Regions from separate parts of the Mus musculus genome. Here region 2 is linked to region 1. A link is a contact called in public Hi-C data. All regions are on one chromosome and are shown on one strand. Each heading gives the region's core, a stretch centred on a gene start, on an enhancer-like site or on the middle of the called end of the contact. The rest is flanking DNA. Distances are from core to core; before and after follow the strand shown. Region 1 has its middle 41 kb from the start of Gadl1. Region 2 overlaps Gadl1 (glutamate decarboxylase-like 1).

The links. Hi-C and Micro-C count contacts between places; a contact is called where the count stands out from the background.
Region 2: a Hi-C map of muscle stem cells shows a contact between it and region 1, with 2.4 times the contacts expected there. The contact joins two enhancer-like sites. A contact is called at or near these places in 1 of 39 promoter capture datasets (embryonic stem cells) and 15 of 484 Hi-C or Micro-C datasets (embryonic stem cells, muscle stem cells, nephron progenitors and 1 more).

Annotation. Positions count from the first base shown.
Region 1 is chr9:115,865,538-115,870,852 of GRCm38.p6, forward strand. No RefSeq gene overlaps it. Among named protein-coding and RNA genes, the nearest start is that of Gadl1, 41 kb to the right of the region's middle. Within about 2 kb of position 1,799, at least 15 of the 459 cell types and tissues checked have an H3K27ac peak or open chromatin away from gene starts, as enhancers often do. A contact at or near this core is called in muscle stem cells, where this site is marked.
Region 2 is chr9:115,981,849-115,987,313 of GRCm38.p6, forward strand. All of the region lies in intron 11 of Gadl1 (glutamate decarboxylase-like 1), which reads left to right. Among named protein-coding and RNA genes, the nearest start is that of Gm31234, 6.6 kb to the left of the region's middle. Within about 2 kb of position 4,098, at least 1 of the 459 cell types and tissues checked has an H3K27ac peak or open chromatin away from gene starts, as enhancers often do. A contact at or near this core is called in muscle stem cells, where this site is marked.

The DNA of each region.
Region 1 (5,315 bases), core at 549-3,048:
TATGAATTAATTTATTGTAAACATTCAGGATGCATCTCTAAAAGCATCTTCAAAAACACACTCTGATATCATGTCAGGATCAAAATCGATAATTCTTCAGTATTGTCACATAGCGATAGCTTTGGTTGTCTCAGGAACACCTTTCTTTCTCCAGTCAGTCCCTCAGGAACTGCTCAGGCAGCATTGAGCCCCTGTGTGTCCCCCGAGTCTCTGGAGAGGTTCCTCCCTCAGCCCCCCTTCTCTCTTTCCTTTTGTATAAATTTTCTTGAAGAAGCCAGGCCATGAGTCTTGTAGCATGTGCATTCTAGATTTTCCCCACACCTTGTGGGCATTGCTTAACAAGTCCTCTGTTCATGACTTGCTCTGAACTGACAGGCCTGACTGCACACTGTCTTTATGCAATAATACAACTGTTTTTACTTTTTAAAATTACTTTTTTTTTAAAGTGTGAGTATGTGTGTGTTTGTGTGTGTGTGTGTGTGTGTGTGTGTGTGTGCAGGTCCCCATGGAGACCAGGAGGGGGCAATAGATTCTCATGGAGGTAGAATCACAGATGTTTGACAGCCACAAATGTGGCTGTGGAGAATGGGACCTGGTCCTCTACAATGGCAGCAAGTGCTCTGAACTGCTAGGCCATCTCCCCAGTACCTAATAGTAGCAATACTTAAGGACAGCTTGTCCCCTTCGAAAAAATGATCTATAGGTTGTGTACAGCAAGTTCTGGGTAAAATATGAAATCCTTCAGACCTCATTTAGTGTTTTATGGAGAAAGATAAATTTCAATGAATATCTATATCTTGGGGTATTCATGACAAATAAATTATTTTTGCCATGTGATCAAAAGTGATGACTTAAAGAAAGCACAGTATATTAAAATACAAATATAATTCATGCACCTATTTTATATACATAAAACAGTATACACTGTAAAGACATAAAAAGCCTATAGTAACATATAGTATGCAATTGAAAACATACTTGTGGATACTTTTTCATTTTAATAGTATATACAAAACTGTAATAGATATTGTAATTTAATATACTTTATTTAAGTATATTTAAATAAATATACATTTGTTTTAGCATATATAGCTTTCAGTTTGTATATATGGTATGTGTGTGTGTGTGTGTGTGTGTGTGTATGTGTGTGCACATGTGTGCACATGTGTATATGTGTGCCTGTCTGTGTTCGTGTGAATGCAGGCACATGCATGCTATGATGTGTGTGTGAAGCCCAGAGGACAACTTCAGGTTAATCCTTGCCTTTTATCTTGTTTGAGATGAGGTCTCTTTGTTCTTCCCCACTGTGTATGGCAGGGTAGCTGCCCACCAGCCTCCTGGGAGTCTCTTGTCTCTGTCTCCTATCTTGCCATAGGAGTGTGACGATTACAGATTCATATCATTGCATAGGGCTTTGTGTGGGTTCTGGGGACCCAAATATAAGCACTTATGCTTGTACGGCCAGTACTTTAACCATTGAGCCATCTTCTAGCCCCAAGGATTGCATATTTTAATATGCTTTAAAGTATTATTCACACTTTTAAATATTAACAACTATGTATGTATATATTTGCATCTACACCTTACAAAGTGTTATTATTTTTTAATACTTATAAAATGCATTATGTTTCCTGGTTTTTTTTTTAAGTTTCTAGAAATCTCCTCCCTAGGAGCAAGGCCATTCATCAGCAAGAAAAAATATGGCATCATGCACATTCATGACTCAGGTCACATATTCTATCCACAAACATGACTCTCCCCTCTGTGTGCCAGGCCTTGTCAAGAAGGCTCTGCACTGAGTGTGTCTGTTCTCATGTGCACATGGCCCACACTGGAGGGAGCTGCTGAGTCCTCTCATCATCTCCCTGTGTCTGTCACCTGTGATCCCCGTGCTCCCTCTGGTATGCTCACTGCTATCAATTTAGCTGCTGCACTTATGCCTCATGCTTTGTGTCTAGACACGGCCTAGTTTTTAGAGAGTTCTGACCTTTCTCTTTAGAGGATCCAATTTTAGCTCCAAAGCCAGAGAACTTGAGCCTCTGATTACTCATCTGGCACACTGCCTGGTCTCTTGTAGTGTCAGAGAGAGAGAGAGAGAGAGAGAGAGAGAGAGAGAGAGAGAGAGAGAGAGAGAGAGAGAGATTTCAGAACTCCTTTCTATAATAGAATTGATCTAGAAATGGTATGCCAGTTAGCTATTGTGCCCCCTACTACCCACCTAAGTTAGTGGCTCTAAAAAATAATAATTTACTTAACTCATGGCTTCAGGAGTGAATAATGTAGGTGAGGCATAGCTGGATGATTCCGGTCCTGCCTGGCCTCCATCCAGCAAAGACTCAAAGGTGAGATGTGTTTTCTGATGCTGCTGGCTTGTCTTTTAATTACTTACTTCATCATGAGGACAAGTGTCTGGCTCTTATGGTCTGCTGTCCTTCAGTATGTCAGTTTGGGTTCAAATAAGGGTCCAAAGATGTGAAAAGGAGATGGCTCATGCTTGGACCCTTCACACAAACAAATAGTCTCTCCTAAAAGAGAGCTGCCACAGAGCAATAATGCAGAGAGGGTGTGTACGGCGAGGGTGGAGCCTGGTAGTCATTTTGCAAACCATGGTTTGTTTCTGGGCAGTCATGGCTGAGGACCAGGGTGGAAGCAAATTCCTCCTGCAATGTCTTGCTTATGGTCACATCAAAGGAAGTGATCTGTCACTAGCAGACGACCAATCACTGACAATGAGTCAGTCTAGAGAGTTGCCCAGTCTGAAATATTACATGTATATTTCAGACACACAAAGCAAAGATCACACAAGGCCAGAGTCAAAGCTACACATTCCCATCTATTCTCTCAAGCGACACCAGTCATGATTAGGGGATGAGATCTAGACAGACCCTCCTTTGCATGGAGAGAGGACCACCTTCACTTCATCAGATGTCAGGGCTGCGGGTTTGATGAGTCTCCAGGCAGCCCAACTCCCCTGGAATGTTATTTCCTTCTAACATTACATGCTTGTCAAAGCAGTGAGGTATTACAGAGACGGGCTGTGGAAGTGCATGTCAAGGAGCATTCTGAGAGATGGAAGTGAATGGCGCACAGACCATTTAATTTTGAAACCAGCTCTGATTTCCAAATTTAGTTGAGACCTCTTGATGGGGACCTTTCCCACCTGGTGTTTATCCTTACTTCACCTATGGGGGGGGGGGGGCGGCGGTGCATGGTTAGTAGAAGACATACATGATGACCCAGACAGAAGTTCTCCAGGGTCTTGGAGAATTGATCCTACCCAATAAATACCCTTCATTCTACACTTTCTTTCACTATTTCCCTGTTATAGTCACCTGACACCTTCTAATGGGATTCAATTTTATTTCAACTTAATGGGGGGAAAACACCCCTGTGAGAGTTATGGTACTGGTTGCTTCTCTTTTCTTGTGGCCCATCCAGATTAGTGCTAGCAGCCCTTGTTGCAGCAGTGACAAAATGCCGGACAAAGAAATGTAAGGAGGAAAGGTTTATTAGGGCTCAGGTTTCTTGGCCGCAGGAGCTTGAGGCAGCTGGTCACGCTGAGTCTGTGGTTAGGAGGCAGAGAGAGATGGACACGCGTGATCCACTCACTTTCTCTATGCTCAGCTCCATCTCAGTCTTCTCTGGGGCGGTGCTGCCCACACTCAGCGTCCGGCTTTTTCCTCAGTGAGCTCTTTCTGAAAACTCCTTCATAGACATGGCCAGGCGAGTGTTTCTGTGGTGACTTTGCATCCAGTCAAACTGACAGATGAAGGTGAACCATCAGGCAAGCTCTTTGATGCCTCCCCAAGTCATGAAGTCAGATTTCAGACATACTTACTCTCTTCCTGCAGATGGGTGAGTGTGTGGAAGAAACAAGGAAGGGATTTATGCCAGCCTCAGACAAGAGTCAAGGAAGTGTATTAAACAGGGTTGCTCACTGAGCTGGAAGCTCACCAATTTAGCTCCGGCTGGTTCGCCAGCAAGCTCTAGGGATCCTTCTAGCTCTGTCCCCTGAGCAGGCAGGTCCCTGGGCTGCAGAGGCACACTGGACTCCAGATGGCTGCAGTCCCTGAGGGGGTACACAGCATTAGCCACCAAAGTCCAGACGTTAGGGGACTCACATCAAGTAGAGTCCATGCTGAAACTGAACGTGGATGATGATTCCACTCAGCCCTGTCACTGAGGGAATTGTGGGCTTTAGGGTGCAACAGGGGCGGCAAGAGAAAAGAGGAGGGAAGGGAATTCTGGGAAGATATAGCTATGTGACTGTCGGAAGCACGAGGAAGAGCTGGCTCTGTGAGGAGCAGCAAGAGAAGAGGAGGAGAGAAAGGAATCCTGGGAAGATAGAGCTTTGCCGCTGTCAGAAGCCTGAGGAAGAGGTGAGAGCTAGCTTTGCGACCGCATTGTCCTGCTCGTTCCTCCACTCACATGGAGCGACTCCTAACACTGAGATCTGGGCATGGACATTCCTCATTTGTAAGGAGATGATGTCTGCCCATCCCCCCGTGCAGGTGGGCAGGAAGGCCCTCCGACATGGTGTGACTATCACGGTAGGGGGAAAGTCAGGAAAGCATACACGAGAGAAGCAAGAGGACCAAATTACCTCTGTATAATGTATTAACACAGGGATGCGGTGCCCCGACTTAAACACTTCCCAGGATTGTCACAGTGGCCACTACATTTCAGCATGAGTTTGGGAAGGGGCGTTCAACCCTCAGAGCAGAGCAGAGGCGCGCTACCACAGAAAGCCAGCGACTCCACCAGGACACAGTGGGTGCCAGGAGAGCAGAACTGAGAAAAGTACTCTCTCCTCTGGTTCCAGTGTCCCTTCAGTGCCCCCTACTGACAAGGCATAACGCGTGCTAGAAGCCAAAGAAACTTCTAGAAGGTCCTCGCTACCTGACACAGAGCAGACTGAAAGGTAGCTTTGAGCAGGGGCCACTGTGTTGGTGACTGTCATCGTCACACGGAGGGCAGAGACACTGAAAACCCAGCAGTCACTGTTCATTCTGCAGGAAAGCGGGCGGGAGCCAAGCGGCCTCAACTTAGCAAGGTGCTTGCTTTGTAAACTCAAGGACCCAAACCCACATGAAAAATGCTTATACTGCCAGTCCTGAGGAGGTAGGGACAGAAAGATGCCCGGCGAGGCGATCACTGGCCAGCAAGCTGAGCCTCTTTGACAAGTTCTAAGCCAGTTCCAAGACAACAAAGGCAAAATCAAAACCAAAAAAAAAAAAAAAAAAAAAAAAAAAAAAAAAAAAAAAAAGCTGGGTGTGCCCGCAAACCCCTGAAGTTGACCTCTGTCTCCACATGCA
Region 2 (5,465 bases), core at 2,848-5,347, 120 kb after region 1:
GAGTGAGAGACAATGGTAAGCCTCGAATGTAAATGTACAGCATTGTAAAGCAAACAATTACATTAAAGCAAAGAGCATAGCCGCAAAGCCAGACACCCTCCATGCCTTTCTTCCTTCTGCTGACTAATTTTTCTTTTTAGTCATCTTCAGTAGTCAGACATCCCGTGAAGAGCATACTTTTTTTATTCCTTTAATTTTTCTTAGGAAGTTGTAATGGGTGTTTCCTGAGTTTGTTGTCACTTCAATGTATTCTAGCCATTTGTTTATGTGCTGGGTTCTGAGGGAAGTGTCACTGTATTGCCCAGGGTGGCTTCAGACTTCTAGCTGTCAAGCAATCCTTCTGCCTCGGCCTCTGGAGTAGGTGAGAATTTGAGCGCTTTACTGTGCCAGCTATGTCCTTACGATCCCCCCATATTGTGGAATAACCTGCCTCATATTCTCCCTCGTTTGCACTCGAGCATATGAACACACGCTCAATTCCTTTGTCCATTCCGTTGTTTGTAAGCACTTGGGTGATTGCAGCTTTGGGTTTTGACATAAATTTGCTGTGAACATTTTTCTTTTTGTATATATCCTTATTGCTCACTGAATCTTGGAAGTCCCATCTGGAATCATTTTCTTTCTTGAAGACTGTACTTAGGAATGTCTTATTGGCTGATTTGATAGCATATTGTGACTTTAAAAAAAAAAACTGTCTATTTCCCCCACATCTACAACTCCAATGAGTGAATTCCTTTTAGGACTTTGACGATACATCCTCTTACACAGACTTTCCCCTGCTTTTTGGTATTATGTTTAAATGTTACCCGTTTAAGTGTCATTTTTTTTATGATGAAATGACTTTTCCCTTAGGTTTCTGTTAACATTTTCAAGCTTTTAAAAAATGTTTGCTACTTATGTTCTAAATATGAGTTTTGTTGAATGTCTCATAACTGGGCTTTTTACATTTGTGGAGTGTTATTTTTTTATAAGCTCAGAAAGTCTCTGCTTGGTCATTGATTCGGTCTCCTTATCTCTTTCTCTGCCACTGCAGCTGAGTGCCTATGGGACTTCTGCGTGTATGGCCTTTCCCCCTATGACCTTATTGCGTATGTTCCATAATCTTGCCCTTTGTCGACTTATTTCTTTATTTAGTGTGGGAACAGGCATGCATACGCCACAGTGCATGCATAGAGGTCAGAGGACAACTTGCAGGGGTCAATTCTATCCTTTTACCTTGTTGGTTCTAAGTTCAGCTTGTGTCTTCAGGCTTAGCGACAAGCTCTTTTACTACACAAGCTGCCCAGTCAGCACCAAGTTTGACTTTGAAAAGTTTTTTGTATATGAGTATGCATGTATATTTATGTGTGTATGCACATGCACGTGTATGCCTGGGTATACGTGCACATGTGGGACCGTGGAGAATGGAGACAGAGGACAGAGGACAACCTTGGCTCTCTCTCCTCACTTGTTATTCACATTGTTTATTGAGACAAGGTTTCTCCCTGTCCTGGAACGTACCAGTTAGGCCAGGCTGGATGCCCAGGGACCACAGGGATCTAGTCTCTACCTACCCAGAGCTGGTATAAACCGTGTCTAGCATTTTTCCATGGGTTCTGAGGAAGCACTTGGCTGACGGAACCATCTCTGTAACCCACCTTCGCACTGATCTCACTGAACATCGTACACAGACTTCAAGCTTGTCTTTGCTAACTTCAAACTCTGGGCTCTTCTTATTGCCTCCCCCACCCTCGTCCCGTGTGTGTGTGTGTGTGTGTGTGTGTGTGTGTGTGTGTGTATGTGAGAGAGAGAGAGAGATACCAACAGCTCACCTGTAGAATGCCTTTTTCTTCACAATGGTCACATATTTAATTTTTTACCTTTATGGCCTAAGATAAAGCAACTTCCTTCATGGAGGATTATATTTTCATTCTTCTTGGTCTCAGGGGAGGTCATAATTCAAAGGTCAGAGCTCAAACACTTTCTAAATCTCTAGGGCATGGCATGTTTATCTATTTAAGGGTAGGGACCTTAGAGAACTGGAGAAAAAAGACAATATTTTTTTCTGGCCATGGTGACATTGAACCCCATGAATTGTTTCCTTAGCCTATTGGTGTCTACTATGAGAAGAGACAGTCACATCAGGCTCATGGTGGCCACAGAGCTCCCTTATCCCCTCATTCTGACTCTCATCTTGGGAACCTCCCCAAGGAGGTTCTGCCCAGGTCTTAGGATAGAACTATAACAAATCTCTTCCTCGCATTCCATCCCATCTTTGTATCGTCCATCCGTGGGTCCCTGGACAGATGGGTCGGAGACGTAACTATGAGTGTGGAGTTTATGCTTTGCTTCAGCTTTTCAGATTGTGTTCTGTAAGAAGATTTCTGATGAACTGATTGATGGGCAACAAGATTTTGACTTGTAATCTTCAGCTTTGGTTTGATATAGCCATTGGGGGCATCTGGCACTGGGGGCATCTGACATCAGGGGTATCTGGCATTGGAGGCATCAATTACTCTAATCCCTTCTGTTCAATCTTTATAATTATGATGCCTACTGTGTATCCAAATAAGGCCTAATCTATTCCCTGAGCAAACTCAAATGCTAACAGGACAGACTTTAAGCAAATATCTAAGATATGTTTGCTTTTAGCAATGTAATGAGAAATAGGTACTAAGAAAGTGTGGATCAGGAGAGTGAATGTCGCTAGGGGATGGTAGGAAAACTTAGTTGCATCAAAAATGGTTTTGTGTGTTGGGGGGGTGCATACATGTGAGTTATAGACAGATGCACTTGTGGATACATGTAGAGTCCAGAGCAGGGCACTCGGCAGCTGCCTTCCTCTATTATTCTCCACATTATTACTTTGTGACAGGGCATCTTACTGAACAATAAAGCTTGCCATTTGGACAAGACTGGCAGCCTCTTAGATCTTTGGATCCATCGGTCTCTTCAATCCAGTGCTGGAGTTGCAGGCATGCTTAGCCATGTGAGACTTTTTACATGGACACTGAACATTCAAACTCAGGAGCATAATCTTACAGAAAGCAAATTTTCTTACCCACTGGTTCATTCTTGCACCTAAAAATGACTTTGATATGGCCAGTTCTTGATATTTTCTTTCTATAAGTAAAACACACACACACACACACACACACACACACACGCACGCACGCACACACACACACACACACACACACACGCACACGCACACGCACACGCACACGCACACGCACACGCACACACACACACACAGTCATGATAGTAAAGAGAGCCACATACAGAGAAGATCATAGAACTCATGTGGCCAATAGCCAACATTAGATCAACCAAGCCTGGGAGTCCAGGCTTGTCACTCCATCATTCAGGAGCCAGAGGATGGGAAATTATGAGTTCAAGGCCAGTTTGTGGTACATGAGATTTTAATTTAAAAAGCAAACCATAGTTTTCCTAATGCATTTGTGTTAATATATTAGTATATATGTGTTAGTACACATGTTAGCGCATGCATGATAGACACATATTAAATACACACATGTGTATGGTACACATGTGTATGGTACACATGTGTATGGTACACATGTGTGAATTACTTGCTTCCAGAACCATTTTCTTATTTTCTATACTCCTTAAATAGAGTCTAACAAGGCTTAGATAGTTTCTTTTTTAAAACCAATGTGTGTGTTGGTGACAATAAGTGAGTATGTATGCGAGCGCACATACATGCACTGTGCTCCTGTAGAGGCCAGAGGTCATTTGAAGGTGTCTTCCTCTATCACTGTCTGCCTCACTTTCTGAGGTGTCTTTTACTATACCTGACGCTCACCACTTCAGCTGTATCTCGGTGAATCATGAGATCCACCCATCTTGCTGTCCAGCCAGTCCTGGGGTTCCAGGTACACTCCACTATGCTCAGCTCTGATGTGGCCGCTGGGGGATCTGAACTCAAGTTTGTGTGATTGTACAGGAAGCGCATTGCCCACGGAGCCAACTCTTGAGCCCCAGAACTAATCTCCCATCCTCAATAATTTCCATAACTCTCATAGAAGCAGCTGATTCAACAAGCTCTGTAATTGTGCACTGTGTAAAAACCCCACGTGTGTCTTCAGAGGTCTTTATAGTAAGGCTGACCACACTATCCTCATCTGCCCATATCTCCGACTGTGACTTCTGGAGTCGTCAGCGGTTTCACTGGAGTCGAGTGCCAAGCCTGCTGGCAGAGGGTACCATTCTCTGGAAATCTCATCCTCTCTTCCGTCCCTAATTCGTTGAGTTTCTGTCACCTTTCCCGGCATCCAAACTTCGCATCAGCAGAGGAAAAATGTCAAGTGTGACCAGGCTTGCCTAGTACAAGCTTCGCCTTAGAGACACTAGCTGAGAGCCAGCTTTGTGTAGCACCCTCCTCCAGCTCAGTGAGGAATGAACAATGAAGTCTAACCAACTGTCCACATCCAGAATTTCAGAAATCGAATAGTACATAAACCAGAGAAGTAGAAAATGCCGGGAAAGGGCCATGGAACAAAACCTAGGGCAAGGCAAGGATCCAACCCGAAACTCTGCGGCCAGAGTGGTCTTTCCAGCACATTGAACAGCACTGAGTGTCTCCCAGGGTCCTGATTGCTGTGATTACTCTGCTCTCAAAGCTTATCCTGAGAAGCATTGGAGCCAGTTGCCATACTTAAAGGTTATTGCTGCCAAACATTGTCTGTTTATGCTTCCTAATAGCTCTGCGGAGACGTTTAATTTTACAAGCTTTGTATTGAACATTTTAAATATTTATTTGTGTCTTTGTGTGTGCACAAAATTTTAAATATTTATTTGTGTGTGTTCACAAATACACACACACACACACACACACACACACACACACACACACACACACGGGACAGCAAGGCAGTGAGTGAGTGACCTGTGCTCACAAGGGAGGAATACACTTGTGTGTCATAGCGTGTGTAAAGGTGAGAGAATAACTTTTGAAAAGTTGGTTCTCACCTTCCAGCTTGTTGATTCTTGGTTGCCTTCTTGTTGATTCTTGGTCGCCTTCCCTGTTGATTCTCGGTTGCCTTCTTGTTGATTCTTGGTCGCCTTCCCTGTTGATTCTGATGCGTGGCATGGTCCGAGTTAGCTGGTCTGGGAGCTTCTAGGCTGTCTCCATCTCCCGTTTCCGTATCTCCCTGTAGATGTGCTGAGACTGAAGATGCTCACTTCTGAGTGAGCACCTGTAGTCACTATAGCTTTTTACATGGCTCAAGGATACCTTGGACTTCTGATCCTCCTGCCTCCGTTTGTATGTCACTATCATTTAACTCTAGTCTGAAGGGACAGCATATGTGAAAGTCATAAGAACAGTGGCACTAAAGGCAAAATTTCTAGGCAGGTTCTGGGGACAGAACACAAGCCACGAGTAACGAGTTATCTTTCCTTTTTTATGCACTATGAAACTTTACCTGGTGTATATAGAATATTTCAAGCATAAATAATAAAGA